Regions from separate parts of the Mus musculus genome. Here region 2 is linked to region 1. A link is a contact called in public HiChIP or PLAC-seq data. All regions are on one chromosome and are shown on one strand. The core of a region is the stretch at or near the end of the contact, and the rest is flanking DNA. Distances in the headings are between cores, read along the strand shown.

Region 1 (7,684 bases), core at 3,300-5,799:
CCATAGGGGCACACCGTTTTAGAAGTTTTAGTTCATGTTTCTGTAGCTTTGCAGCTTCTGGGCTGAGCATTTTGAGAAAGAAACCCTGTCAGGAAGTATTTGATGGAGTCAAGTCACACCACCTTCTGGCAGACGAGAAATGGAGAGAAACTGGAGATGAAGGTAACAAAATAGACCTTTGCAGAGCATGCCTCACCCCCAGCAGCATCTGGCGTCCTTTAACTAGTCCTGTCTCCTAAGTTTTCACCACTTCCTCAAGATGCCCTCAAACTATCACTCATTAGTGGAGTACTGCACTGATGAGGTTGGTTCCTCATGGTCCATTTATCTCTGAATAGCCACTAGCTGGAGAGGAAGCCCTTACCACATGGAAGATACCATACATCCAAATCATACACTATCTATACATCCCCAAGGAAGCCAGAAATGGGCAAAATTGCAGACTCCCATACAGTGTGGTTAGTGCTCAGGAGCTGTGCATCTCTTCTCATCCATGGTTGATGCTCCAGGCCCAGACACGAAAACTTTGCCTTTAAGACTCTCAGGTGCTAAATCCAGTATCCAGATGGATGTGGAGGTTCAATGGCAGACTGAGGGCCAAAATCTAGAGCCAGCATGGTGCTAATCAGTCATGGTCAGAGGTTCTGAAGGGCTAAGGTAGATGACCCACGAAGAACCTCTGGTGTGAGATGGGCTACATCACCACCCACAAGTGTCAAGTACAGAAATTTCTTCCTCAGAACACTCTTAGCATGAACCTCTCTGAAGACAATTGGCTAATTAGGAGACATGTTTATACAGCACCAATTTCTTTTGATGATAACTATTATAATCAAGAAGCAACATCAAAATTAGAAAGACAAAAAAATCTACAGCTCACAGAGACAGCAGTTCATTAATGGCTTTGGAAGGTTTATCTTAGGCCAACTTTGTGTTTAGTTTATAAAATCAATGAAATGATAAGAATTGTTTATGAGACTCTCTAAATTCTAGCCTGCCACATGTGCAAGCACTTGTGTTTCCAGTTTGATAATGTAAGCTGTGTAGCACCCTATGGCAGACATGTCATTTTCATTCATAGATGAACTGTCCCCAGCCCTCTTTTTACTTTTTATTTTGTTTCCTGTCCTCACCAATTTGCCCAAGCTGCCCCCGAATCCACTCTGTAGCCTCTGCTGCCCTCCAGCTGAGTTCCTTTCCGCCTAGTAGTTGAATTACAGGCCTCTGTCGCTATGCTCAGCTCAAGGAGATATTTTTACAGAAAGCACATTTTTAGAACCATCTTAAGGATGGAAACCAGCTCAGAAATCACCTGAGATCTTCAGCTGCATCCTTAGAACAATCAGAGGAGAACCAATGTATGATCTGTGAGACGTCACAAGCAGAGAGCCTGCTGAGCCAGACAACTCAGCAGAAGTTGCCAGCACCGGGCAAACCCTTCAAAGATGGGGGTCAGAATGAGGAAGAGCTTTCTTGATCACTGTACTGAGAAGCAGCCACCTTTACTACTATAATGAGTTAAGGGTCTGATTTCACAACTCTCAGGGCTGGGGGCTGGGAGGGGGCGGTTTGCAGGGGAGACATGGTTAAACAACAACCTCATGGATCAATGCTGCTTCCTTCAATGGTGTATTTTTACAACCTGCATTGCCACACATATCTTCGAGAAATGCAGCAATTTGATTCTGATAGCTTAAGTATTTGGTGAAATGTAGCATTCAGCTATGCATGATATACATGCTGAAACAGCTTTCTGTCATGGATTGTTCTAGAAAATTAGAGCAACAGTAAGTTTTGATCTTAGAACCCCAACTGTAGTGCACTATATTTTCAGAAAAGACATCAGTAATTTGGTGTGCATTTATTCCACAACTTTACAAGATTCAGATTACCTTAGAATGAAGATACAGGAACCCAGGACAAGCAAATGGCCTTCCTGTGGTAGTTGCTGCTGGAAACTGTTAAAGGAAAGATTTAGCCCTCTCAAACCTACTGCAGAACCCAGTATAATTTTAGAGATATACTTTTTTATACTCCTAAGTTCAATTTTATACTCCTCTTAAGAAAAGGCCTGCTTGGCTTGTACAACCACTCTGGAAATCAGTCTGGTGGTTCCTCAGAAAATTGGACATAGTACTACCGGAGGATCCCGCAATACCTCTCCTGGGCATATATCCAGAAGATGTCCCAACCAGTAAGAAGGACACATGCTCCACTATGTTCATAGCAGCCTTATTTATAATAGCCAGAAGCTGGAAAGAACCCAGATGCCCCTCAACAGAGGAATGGATACAGAAAATGTGGTACATTTACACAATGGAGTACTACTCAGCTATTTAAAAGAATGAATTTATGAAATTCCTAGCCAAATGGATGGACCTGGAGGGCATCATCCTGAGTGAGGTAACACATTCACAAAGGAACTCACACAATATGTACTCACTGATAAGTGGATTTTAGCCCAAAACCTAGGATACCCAAGATATAAGATACACTTTGCTAAACACATGAAACTCAAGAAGAATGAAGACCGAAGTGTGGACAATATGCCCCTCCTTAGAATTGGGAACAAAACACCCATGGAAGGAGTTACAGAGACAAAGTTTGGAGCTGAGACGAAAGGATGGACCATCTAGAGACTGCCATATCCAGGGATCCACCCCATAATCAGCTTCCAAACGCTGACACCATTCCATACACTAGCAAGATTTTGTTGAAAGGACCCAGATGTAGCTGTCTCTTGTGAGACTATGCCGGGGCCTAGCAAACACAGAAGTGGATGCTCACAGTCAGCTAATGGATGGATCACAGGGCTCCCAATGGAGGAGCTAGAGAAAGTACCCAAGGAGCTAAAGGGATCTGCAACCCTTTAGGTGGAACAACATTATGAACTAACCAGTACCCCGGAGCTCTTGACTCTAGCTGCATATGTATCAAAAGATGGCCTAGTCGGCCATCACTGGAAAGAGAGGCCCATTGGACACGCAAACTGTATATGCCCCAGTACAGGGGAACGCCAGGGCCAAAAAAATGGGAATGGGTGGGTAGGGAAGTGGGGGGGAGGGTATGGGGGACTTTTGTGATAGCATTGGAAATGTAATTGAGGAAAATATGTAATAAAAAATATTTAAAAAAAAGAAAAGAAAAGGCCTGCTTGCCTATTTTAGAAAAAAGAAAAAAACTTGTATTGATTCTTTGTGGATTTCACACCACACACTCCAACGCACTCATCTTCCCATGCCTTTGTATCCACCCTCTGCCCTTTCAGCTTACACCTCCACCTGAATGCCTGCCACCAACAGAAAATAAAATAAGATAGAAAAAAAATCTTGTCACGGAAGCTGTAGTGTGTCACAGTTTGTCCCACAGTATACCCTTTGTCCAGACTTCTTTACGTGCAAATGTTCATTGCAGTGAGCCATTGGTCTGGTTCAAGGTCTCTGGTTTCTACTACACTATCAATACTGGATGCTCACTCAATACCCTGTTGTTGTTCTGTGTAATGGTGATCCTGCAGCTTTGGATCTGTAGGATCAGGCCCTTCACGTGCTCCAGCAGTTCATAGACAGATCAGATGTTGGTGTGGGTCAACTCAATGCCCTGAATCTGGGCCCTACCTGGGCCTGAGAGGTAGCTGAGTTGGTCAGCCTGCCAGCTCTCCTGTGCCTGCAAAGTCAGGGTGAGTGTTGTGGATGAGCCTGGTGCAGTTTGTATGCTAATTCCACTCTCCTGGGAGGGGCTTCGGATAAGGAGTGAGTCACATGTATTCAGAAGACTTCTTGTGAACCAATCCCCTAACGAGTGAAGGAGCCAATCACTGGGTGAATAGGAGGGACCTCCGGGTTGGACGGAGGAAGAGAGGAAGGAGAGAGGTCCTTTTTGACAGGGATAGCGTGAGGACAAGATGTAATTATGAGTGTCTCCCAGTTTCAGTGGTCGATCCGTCAGGATTCGCCACTGGAGGATTTTGATTTAATAAGGCTTACTTATTGATTAGGATTTGAGTTTTGTACCCAGCAAAACGATTTACCATGGTTTCTGAGCTAAGTCTGTGTGGCATTTTCCTTCACGTGGCTGTTCGACTGAGTTCAAGAGAGAAAGGTATGGTGGCAGAGTGTGGGTTTACCAGGTGTGCACCACAAAGGCTGGGGAGGGGTGGGGGGCATTGCCGGCCAGTGCATGGCCAGCAGGCTGCCGAAGCAGAGAGTTACCGGCACAAGCGCTGGAACGAGCCATTTCATTTTTAATATTTTCTGCAACAGGTGAGTGCTACAGCATTGCTCTGGCTAGCTCACCCAGAGCCACAGCCTACAAGAAGGGTCAGCTCTCCTGCTTTCATACCTTTGGGCCCGCTCACCCATATCTTCTCCACTAGGACTAGCCCTAGTGTGCTGCCCAAGTGAAGTGCAGGGCTCATTCTCCTGAGTGTTGCAGCCAGGAAAAGGCAGGACCAACTCACCTGCCTGCCACAGGCCCTGAGGGGTGAGGTGAGGGAAAGAGAGCATCTCTCGCTTACTTACACCACTCCACAGGAGATGAGGGTGGGGCCAGCTTTCCAACACTCATGCCCTCAGGTTGGACCATGTGCACTGCTGCCACCAGGGACAGCTCAATTCTTCTGACCAGTCAAGCTTTCTCTAAGGGACAGTTAGTGAGGGGTCCTGCTTGCCTATTTTTACGTTTTGCTGGAGTCCTCAGCAAAAAAGAACTCAAGATGAAGCTTGGCAAGCAAATCTGATAGACCTATATCAATTATAGTTTGGAATGCTTATCTCAATGTGAGGCAGAAAGAATTCTACATAACACAAATAGAACATGTATATAATTGAATAATCTAAACCTTTTTAAAAATTCTATTAATTTAATTATGTTAGCATTTCAAATATGATCTTTTTCATTATAATACAACAGCCACACTGAATGTTCTTAAAACAGGAAGTAGAGAAACCAACCATGATTTTTTCAGTTTCAAAGCGACCACCTGCAAGCTCACGTGATTTTTACTCTCCTCATCATGAGTCTCTCTCTCTCTCTCTCCCTCTCTCTCACACACACACACACACACATGATTTTATTTTATGTGTATTTCATTTGCCCATATGCATGTATGTATGTGTACCAGGTGCACACATGATGTCCTCAAAGGCCAGAAGAAGTCAGATCCCTATAACTGGACTTACAGATGGCTATGAGCTATTGTGTGGGTGTTGGGAAGTGAACTCCAATGCGCTACAAAAGCATCGAGTGTTCTTAATCACTAAGCCATGTATGTATGTGGCTAGAATGGAAAAAGAATTAAAAAGACTGATAAAGGTTTGTTATACCCCTTTAGTTGATAGGGTTTTTTTTTAAACCCCCCTGAAGTTGAAGCAGCAGAGGCTGGGACCACAGTGGTGGGTGGTGAAGGAAGGGAGTTTGCAGAGCAGACACTCATCACAGTGGCTGTGGGAAGTGACCAAAAAGCTGAACTTCACTTTCAGGCAGTGTCTCCAGTCAGCAAACCTTCTGCAAAAGACAGATAAGAGATGAGTCGCAGTGAGAGAATTTGGGGAATTCTCCAACAGCATCTTATACTGGTTGTCCACTGATCTCCATCTTGGACTAAATAAAAAAGCTTTAAGCTTAGAGGGAAAACTTCCTCTGATGTTTCCTCTACCAAGTCTGAAACTGAATGGAGAGAAAGTGGACAGGAGGAAGGAGGTGGGGGTGGGATACAGGGAAGGGCAAACGAAATATGAAAAGAACAGAAAGCACCATGGGCAGGCAGGAGTTTTCCCAGGGTTTGTATGTTTGTAAAATGCCGCTTACAGTCTGGATGAACAAGAGAATCAAGTGAAGATGAGGACATTTAACTTGGAGAAAAGAAACCTTAAGAACCAGGGTCTTCAAAAGTCAGAATGGAAGGCCATAAAGCGCTCATCTCCTAGTAAAATCAGACACATATCCAATTTTAGAGCAAACAATTGTCGTCTGGTCCGATTCTCCCTTGGGGTAGCCGGGGACCATTGCACACAAGACTGGACTAGAGGGTAAGGAGCTTAGCCCAGTGTGGAAGAGTGCAGTCAGGATCGTGGTTGGCTGCGAGTGCTTGAGCAAAGAACGCATACCTGGGAACAGCTTCAGAGAATGAGTTTGGTTCATTGAGAGAGCAAAGGCCATTTAAATCTTTTAGAGGGTGAGTAGGGGCTATAGGAGAGAGTGTATATCATTGGCTCTGGCCAGGGTGCTGGGCATGCCTCATTTGCATAGGGAGGGATTCCAGGTGCTGCTAGACATGACCTTATAAGGAGAAAGGAAGTTTAACCTGGCTATTGGCTAGGTGACCGCCTCTGATGAGGCAAAGATTACAAGCAACTGTGTTGCTTGTAATGGAGGATGCAGGCCCAGGGCAGGGGGGAAGCTATCTTACTCCTGCTGACCTTAGGATGAAATTTTGGGATTTACATACACCTCACCCCCAACTTTTGCTCCATTATAACCTTAGTGGGAACTTTCACCACAACATTGTTATGCACTGTACAGCTGTATTAAATGACATGGACTAGCATCTCCTTAAAGGTTGTTTTATTAAAGATTTATTTATTGATTGTATTATATGAGTACACTGTAGCTGTAGAGATGGTTGTGAGCCTTCATGTGGTTGTTGGGAATTAAATATTTTAGGACCTCTGCTCACTTTGGTTGGCCCCGCTTGCTCCGACCCAAAGATTTATTTATTATTATAAATAAGTACAATGTAGCTGTCTTCAGACACACCAGAAGAGGGCGTCAGATCCCATGTGGTTGACTGCTCTTCTGAAAAACCTGAGTTCAAATCCTTAAGAGTTGTTAAAGATTGGCTGCTCTGGTCTCCCTAAGCAGACAGAGGCTGAGAGGGGACAACAACTCTAGAAAGACATCTACATCCTTGGCTACTGCACAGTGATGAGGTATTTTCCTGGTCCCTTACGGTCTGGTCATATGTCTCATCTGACAGGTAAAGAAGGGACTTGCAATCAAAGGCAAAACAGAAAGGTGAGCATGCTGCATCTTCTGTACCTCACACTGAGCTTTTGGTGATAGAGATGTGATTTACCACGATCAACGAGGCCTGTCTCATTGTATGCCAAAATGGACCCTCTTAGCAAAACCCAACTAATAGGCAAGATTTGAAGCAGATGGGGACAGCTATGAAATATCAAGTCCCCAATGGGACTTTAGGAAAATTCACATAGGTATAAGTGAGGATGCCAGGGTTTGCATATCTGCCACAGAGAAGGCACAACAACTGGATAGTAATGGCCAGAGAGGCCACATTCTATCAGGAACGTAAGAAAAGCCCCTCTCTCCCTCTCCTTCTCCTCTCTCTCGCCCTGACTTGTCCCTCTTCTCAGTCTCCATGCAGAGCTGGGGTATAGGCAACATGTCCCATTTGCATTGGAGCAAGAATGAAGTTTTAAAGTGAACTAGACTGGATTGGGCTCTCTATCCTTGGAGAGTAGCCAGCACTCTAGCTGCCAAACAAAGCTGCTCTTAGGGACACAGAGGAGAAGTTGTAAACATGACAGAGTTGAAGGTGAGTGATTGTAGAAAAAAAAAAAAAAAAAAAGAGCTCATGTTGTGTTTGTACTTCCTGTGGGGAAGGGTTGCTCAGTAAGCCAGATGTGGTAGCCACTATTTCATCAGCAACAAACTGACAACAGGC
Region 2 (7,684 bases), core at 3,648-6,147, 59 kb before region 1:
CCATCTCTCCAGCCCCCGATGCCATGGGTTCTTTGATTGTTTGTTTGTTTTACTATTTAAGGAATTTTTATTAAAGCAAGAATTTTATAATCCAAATTACATTCCTTGCTCCTAAAAACAGAGCTGACATCCCAAGCTATTCCACAGTAAAGAATTACAAAATTAAAGAAAGGAATGCTTTAAATTTTTGTACTTTGCAGAAAATTCTTTTCCCAGGGTCTATAAAACATTAATTTGTTTTTATATTTTACTTTTTTGGGGGATGTTTTTTGTTGTTGTTGTTTTAAATCTAGTAACCTAGGACTAGCACTGTTTGCTAGACCTGGCATTTGCTCGGTACATAAGGCTCAACGTTTCCTTTCCTTTTTTATTTATTTTATATTTTGCAATTTTTTCATAATATTTAAATTTTTCGATGTTTAAGATACTTTTCTTCAGTGAAGCATGAGTTTCTGTCCGTGGTCCCTGATCAATTTAGACAAACCATAGGTTCTCCAAGCATGGTTTTTGACCCCATGTGGGATGGTGAAGGTTTCAGCAATAGTAAAAGCTTTCTGGACTCACAAGAACCAAATAAGTAAAGATTTAGAGTTAACTGTGTAAAGAGGCAGAGGTGTTTCTGACAGGGCGGCCTATGTTGCCTCCTGCATCTTTATTGAGGCCTTGGTTCTGAACACACAACATGCGCCCCTTCCTCCGCGCAGTCTCACTGCAGGGTAACCCCAAATGCAACTAGAAGCCTGTTGACTCACATTCTGGACTATGGGTAGCTTATGAATTGCGTTGCTTTTACTGTACAATTGGAGTTTTCTGCTTTTTATAGAAACTAATAGTTTAATTGCAGAAAACAAAGGCAGTATTTTGTATCGGGCTAGTATCTAATTAGCATATCCGTGAATTGTATTATGTTAGGATGTTTGAGTTTAAAAATTGCTGTTTGACTTGCTGACAAGTTTCATAAACACACAAATCTATGAAATACCTTTTGACTTAAGATTGGGACAGAATTTCTAAAATGGCTCTAAATACACCGCTTCCATTTTGTTTTGCATATTTATGTGAAGCATCATGAACTCAGCATGGACAATTACAAAATAAAAATATCGATCAAGTCTTCAAAGTACCACAGGTGCTGTGTGTCCTGTGCTCCAACGACATGTTCAAAGAGTGCCTGAACTTAGAATATGGTAGGGGAAGGCAGGGAAGGGAAATCAGTGTGCCATTAGCAGAGTCGAATGGAAACACTTGAGGGAGTGACAGAGAGACTGGTGAAAACCTAGTAGTCCCTGGAGATTTTGGATATCGCAGTGGGTCCTGACACAGCAGGCTTGATGGAAAAGCTCCTCTTTTTCTTGGAGACCACGAAAGGCCTCTCTCTGTCTTACCCTGAATCTTCAGCCCCACACCCAGAAAATTCTATTCCCTAGCAAAGTAAGCCTTGAGCAGTGACTTTTTCTGCTCAGCTTCACATGGCACAGGCTGAGCTAGGCAGGTGAGCGGCACTATGTGGGCCCACGGGGAGAAACCGGTAAGGTTTAGAAACTCAGGGTTACCATCTAGTTAGCAACCAGCAGTCGAAAACAAATTCTGAATGAATTTCTTTCTGCTTTCAAAATTCGTCTTTTTAGGGCTGTGGTCCTTCTCACTGACTAAGTTGGTAGGGGTTGTATGCTTTGTTATCTTTAGGAAGCAGCACAAGTGAATGAGTCAATGGTTTCTTTTAAATCATGGGTTTTATGAAAAGGCCAGAGAGGAGGCGCTGCTCCTAGGTGTCTCGGAACAGCCGGGTGCAGTACCTTTTAGCTGAGTGGATTTATTGTATCGTCAATTCCTGGCGTACAATGGTGTATTAGGGCCCTTTGGTTCCCAATTCAGAGAGATACAGGTAGAGGCTGTTTCCGGCTAATTTAACCCTCATATTGAAGCATGAATAGTTTCAGATTTTTGTGAAACAGAAAATCTCAGAAGTTTTAAGTCAAATCAAGTTAAGGGATGAAGTGGTGGGTATTAAAAATATCCTAGCAGGATTTGAAGGAAGTTCACACAGTCTTCTAGGGGGAAGCTTGGGGAGAAACCTCCTTGCCCAGCTGTGAGGGTCAATCTTGAGAAAGGCTCTTGGGATTCCTTAGCGCGTCTGTCTTTCGTGTGCTATTCTGACTTTGGAAATGTACTGTTGTTCCCTTCATCCTTTACATTGTTAGCTTCCTTACCAGTCCACGAGGTCTCTGTCAAGAACTAGGAGGCTTGGTAACGCATATGAGAAAGGAGAAGACTTGGAAACTGCTGTTTTCTAAGCCCATTGCCTTACCCTAGAAAACTACAATCTAAGTTTGAGTCTTTGGGGTCCTAAGATTTTTTTATATTTTTTATTTGTCTAGTAAATACTCCCTCTTTTTTCACCCATTGATATAAAATGACTGAAAGATTCTGTTAATCTAAGTCTTGAACTGTTTCCTATATTCCATAATCAGGGAAACAAATATGGTAAATTAGTTTATCACTCAGTAAACTTTATAAAACCACGGTCCTCTTATGGAAAGGACTGTGTATATACATGCTTTTATGTGTGTGGATTTTTTTCTGTTCTAGTGTGAAAAGTACATAGAGCAGCTACCCAGGCGAATGATGAGAAAGTAAGCTTCTTTGCTTCTATCTAGACACTTCAGAAGTCCTTCTGATGGTCTTTAATATACAGTTAAACTTGGTCTACTTCTCAAGGCTATGTTTTGGGGCCTAGTCCGGTTAGGTGATAGATACAACCTAGGTCGTCCTCACTGAGGCGATTTAGATGGCTTTTACTCAGGGGACTGAGATGGAGCGACTGTGTCAGTAGACCCGAAGTCTTGAGACGCTCACAGAGCATGCAGGTTTTGTTGCCTCGATGTATAGAGTGAGAATCTTCTTGTACAGTTTGCCTCATTTGCCAAATCAAAAATCTCACACAGGAACTGAGGGTCTCAGGAAAGTGGTTTTCAAAGGCACACCAGGTGGTTTTTCCCCAGGTGTTAGCAGAAGCAATTGGGCACTCTCTCTATATATATTTTAATCTATGCCTGTGCTAGTCCATGTAAACAGAGAGCCATTGCCTCTATTGGAAGTTGGAGAAGGTTGGTAGTTGATCAAAATGTGGATAATTGAAAGGTCTTGGGAGATAGGACTACATTAGTGCTTAGAGTGATAGACTCTGTAGTGGAGTGGCCGAGATTGTGATTTTTGTAGCATTCTAGTTGGTGGCTTTCAAAACAAGTCCAGGCACGGTAACTTTCTGTTTTCCAGTGTACTCCTAGTATCTCTGCTTCTGTTGTCTCCACTCAGCTTCCTCCAGGCCAGCAGAGTTGGTCTTCCGTTTGCCTCCATGGTGTTCATGTGTTGCGCTTCTGTGGTTGTCTCATTTTAATCCATGGGTGCATTGCTTACAAGGTTGCTTTGCTTAATGGAAGTTCTTGGCCAGCACTCATTTCTGAGCTCATGGGAGTGTTGATAAGTGATAACCCTGCCTCTTCTGTATCCTACATGCCTAAATGATCACCGTTTCTCCCTCATTCCTTTACCCACCCAGCTCTAGTAGAACACCTGTTTTCTTATCTTCAGTTTACATTGGAATCTTTCACTGGCTAGATTTATAAATAACTCTGTCTTGGAGGGTTTACAGGAAGATTAGGCATACTAGTAGTATTCATTATGTTGCCTGTTACAAAATAACAGTTCAGTGAATGGTGATGTGTCTTAACTTCCTGCTGGTGAATAAAAATTCATCTTCGCCATCATGTCCATACCCTGAAGGGAAGAAAATGCAAAGATGAAAATATGGGATAAACCCTTTTTGAGCGTTGGTCTGAGTTCCTAGTTTGTGTTTAATAGCTGTTTTCCTTTGAAAATGTAGGTCAGTTTAGCAACCGATTTTCTGAGTTATGAAGAATAGAGCTGGATAAAGTATGTGTGTTGGGGGGTGCATCTTGAACTACCAGTTGCTTTGCAGATACTTTGTGTCTTGTTTTGCCCATGTTGCTTTCTAAATAATGAGATGTTGCTATCAAAATAATACAATGTTGCAAGCCATTTAAAAAGGTTGAAGAACATGTGATGAGTCTTTCCTTCTTTTTGTAGGTTAAGCCCATCCACAGTAATGGCCACAGCCTTACCTAGGACCCTGGGGGAGCTGCAGCTGTATAGAATATTGCAAAAAGCCAACCTGCTTTCTTACTTTGATGCCTTTATCCAACAAGGTGGTGATGATGTCCAGCAACTGTGTGAAGCTGGAGAAGAGGAATTTTTGGAAATAATGGCACTTGTGGGCATGGCAAGCAAGCCCCTTCACGTTAGAAGGCTTCAGAAGGCTTTGAGAGACTGGGTTACAAATCCTGGCCTTTTCAATCAGCCATTGACTTCACTTCCTGTCAGTAGCATACCCATCTATAAATTACCAGAGGGATCGCCAACATGGCTGGGGATATCCTGCAATAGTTATGAAAGGAGTAGCAGCTCCCGAGAGCCACATTTAAAAATCCCTAAATGTGCCGCCACCACCTGTGTGCAGAGCTTGGGTCAGGGCAAGTCAGAAGTGGGAAGTTTAGCACTGCAGAGTGTCAGCGATTCCAGACTCTGGCAAGGACATCATGCCACTGAAAGCGAGCATAGTCTCTCCCCAGCAGACCTGGGCTCCCCGGCCTCTCCAAAGGAAAGCAGCGAAGCCCTGGATGCTGCAGCTGCACTCTCTGTGGCCGAGTGTGTGGAGCGGATGGCCCCCACACTGCCCAAAAGTGACTTGAGTGAAGTGAAGGAGCTGCTGAAGAACAATAAGAAGTTGGCCAAAATGATCGGTCACATATTTGAGATGAGTGACGAAGACCCACACAAAGAGGAGGAGATTAGAAAGTACAGCGCCATCTATGGGCGATTTGACTCCAAAAGAAAGGATGGCAAACACCTTACATTGCATGAGGTAAGTAAGGAGCCTGGTGTATGTGTCCCTGTGTGTGTGTGTGTGTGTGTGTGTGTGTGTGTGTGTGTGTGTGTATAGGGGGGTGTGGTCAGGGTGGGAGATAGTGTTTGTGGTGTGTGTGTGTGTGTGTGTGTGTGTGTGGTGTTGGAGTGCATACTTGTGTTTGCTGCTGTCCACTGCAGGGTGCTGGTTAATGAGTTTCAGGGAGGAACACTACTAGAGCAGCCCTGAGAATGCTGAAGTGTAACAGCTCTGTTCTGAGCAGAGGCTGTTTATTGCCCTAGGGCTGCCTTCTGTTGAACTCAAACACATTTGAGTTTTAAAACTACAGTATAAGGTAGGTTTTAGAAACAGGCCAGAATTCAAGCAGTGAAGCATACCTTTTGTGTTTGCAATGTGATTTGTTTCTTAGTTAAGAAATAAACGGATTTTAAGAGTGGATCTTCATTTTAAAAACTTTCTTATTAACCTTTATTTAAAAAAAAGAAAAAAAGCAAACCATAAAATGACCAGAACATAAGGCAATTTCCAGCTAGTGTGAATAACAAAGTTGTGTTAGATGAAGGTTGGAATTGAGAGTGTAGCTTTGACTCTTGTTTTAGCTAAATGATTAGCATACAAAGGGCTCATTGTTTCATCTCCACAGCACTTTATCCAGAGTGTTCTGCTTAAGCGCACACACTCGTGAACATACATATACACACACACACACACTCACTCACTCACTCACGCCCCACCCCACCCCAAGCACACATCATTTGAGTATGTGCATACATCTTTGCGCTTTCTTGTTTTTTCTTGTTTGTCTGTGTGGCACCTGTCCTGATTATTCAATGCAGATAGAAGCTTGTCTTTGCTGTGATCTTTTCCTCAAAGTAGGACGTCACATCTATCTCCTTTTTCCCTTTTCATCATGTATCTCCTCCTGCCTCAGTAGCTCTAGAACACTTTGTTGTAATGTATTGCATCCTGGTCTGTCCTTTGCTGGATAATGTCTTTTTTTTTTCTTCCTAGAGTCTAATGTGTCCAGTGAGTGCGTAGAAACTGATTCATTTTCAGAAGTGAAAAAGACTTTCATAATGAGATTTTTAAAATAACCACATACCCTTTAGAAGAAAGGAGAAAACCTTCAGAAAAAATATTAGGTTGACTATAGTATTTCATTCAACATAATGTTTCTCTCCCCAGTCTTGTGCTTTAATATGGAAAGGAATATATATTCACTGTGAAGGTATTCTGACATAAAAAGATGTAAATTACTGACTTGTAAACTTTCACAGACTTATCTTTACATGGACAAACCTGAGTTCATGTTTCACAAACTGTTCTCCAGATCCCTTTGTTGGTGGTGAAACGCCATGCTGCCCCAGGGAGCTGCCTGGTTCATCTGTGCACGGCCTTATGGGCCGTTATTCATCATAACTCTTTCCAATGCTGTTTAGATTGTTCCCAGTTTAAAAAGCTTGTGCACTAGTGTGTGAATATTATAACACCCTTAACATTTTTTGTTGTTTTATAATTACGTCTGTGGCTCTACTGTGTAGGTATGTTCGTACCTGTAGAGGGCACAGGTGTCAGACCTCATGGAGCTGGGGTTCTAGGCAGCGGGAAGATCGAACAAGGGTCCTCTGCAAGAACACTATGCTCTTCTAACTATTGAGCCAGCCCCAATCATACATACCCTTTTATAGTCTTGTGCATATTCTTCTGCAGAATATATGCCAACATGTAAATTATGGGATCAAGGACTATGCAGATGTAATATTTCAGTCCACTGCTAATTGCTTCCAACTCGAATTCTAAAAAGCTAGAACCATGCCCCCATCATTGCTATGCAAATGTCTGTTTATCCACACTTGCTAGTAATGCATTTTACACTTTAATCTCTACCAGTCTCAGTGGATGGAAACTGAGACTCAGGTTTGCTTTTCCTTGTGAGGATGAGTTTCTTTTCCTATAACACATGATCAGGTTTTTTGTCCATAGAACTATTTTAGTAGTTCAGTTGTCTTTTGAAAAATTGACTGGTTCTGGGCATAATCCCAGCACTCAGGAGGCAGAGGCAGGCAGATCTCTGTGAGTTTGATAGTCAGACCCTTTCTGTCTCAAACCAAAGAAAACAAAGCAACAACAAAACAAAAACCAAAAACAAGTAAAACAAGAACTCCTTCTATTTTATGGACGCAAGCCCTTTGTCTTATAGAATACTGTTTCCCCCGTAGTCGTCCTTCCTTTGACAGTTGACTGGTTTATCACATGTGAGTTTGGTTTTACTCAGTCTTATCTGTTCATCTGATCCTGCAAGGTTCAGTTGACCTTTATATCCCTCACTCGGATAGACTCAATTCAACTGAGTTCCTTTACAGTACAGTGCAGTCTGTTGCACAGAAAAACACATATTTCTTTATTATTCTTGCTTTTCTGGTTTTCTTTGTTTTGGTTTTCTTTTTATGGTTTTGTTAATCTTATACATTTTTCTTCCAAATAAAATTCTTGGTACATTTATCAAGTTTCTAAAAGAAGTGTTATTTTGACTAGAAATGTTTTATGTGTAAGTTAACTTGGTAAGAGATGTCATATTTATAGTAATGGAACCTATAGGTTAGTACAGTATATGTTTTTTCCTATTAGATTTCCTATTAATTACATTAGTAATTAATTTTATATTTCTTTTAGTTACCTAATTACATAGGTGATTAATTTTATATTTCTTTTAGGTCCATGTATTTTGCATATTTCTTA

The links. HiChIP or PLAC-seq counts read pairs in DNA pulled down with a chosen protein or histone mark.
Region 2: a contact with region 1 is called in a BATF HiChIP or PLAC-seq map of CD8 T cells, with 5 read pairs. The contact joins two enhancer-like sites. A contact is called at or near these places in 7 of 484 Hi-C or Micro-C datasets (B cells, centroblasts, cortical neurons and 3 more), 3 of 115 datasets of contacts at active chromatin or transcription factors (CD8 T cells, extraembryonic endoderm stem cells and heart atrium) and 3 of 9 other capture datasets (adipose tissue, liver and pancreatic islet).

The regions. Positions count from the first base shown.
Region 1 is chr1:52,428,121-52,435,804 of GRCm38.p6, reverse strand. No RefSeq gene overlaps it. Among named protein-coding and RNA genes, the nearest start is that of Gm23460, 13 kb to the left of the region's middle. Within about 2 kb of position 4,549, at least 41 of the 459 cell types and tissues checked have an H3K27ac peak or open chromatin away from gene starts, as enhancers often do. A contact at or near this core is called in CD8 T cells, where this site is marked.
Region 2 is chr1:52,487,179-52,494,862 of GRCm38.p6, reverse strand. Nab1 (Ngfi-A binding protein 1) reads left to right here. Exons shown (of 8, transcript NM_008667.3): 2 at 4,108-4,942. The coding sequence starts at 4,127. Among named protein-coding and RNA genes, the nearest start is that of Nab1, 9.4 kb to the left of the region's middle. Within about 2 kb of position 4,897, at least 8 of the 459 cell types and tissues checked have an H3K27ac peak or open chromatin away from gene starts, as enhancers often do. A contact at or near this core is called in CD8 T cells, where this site is marked.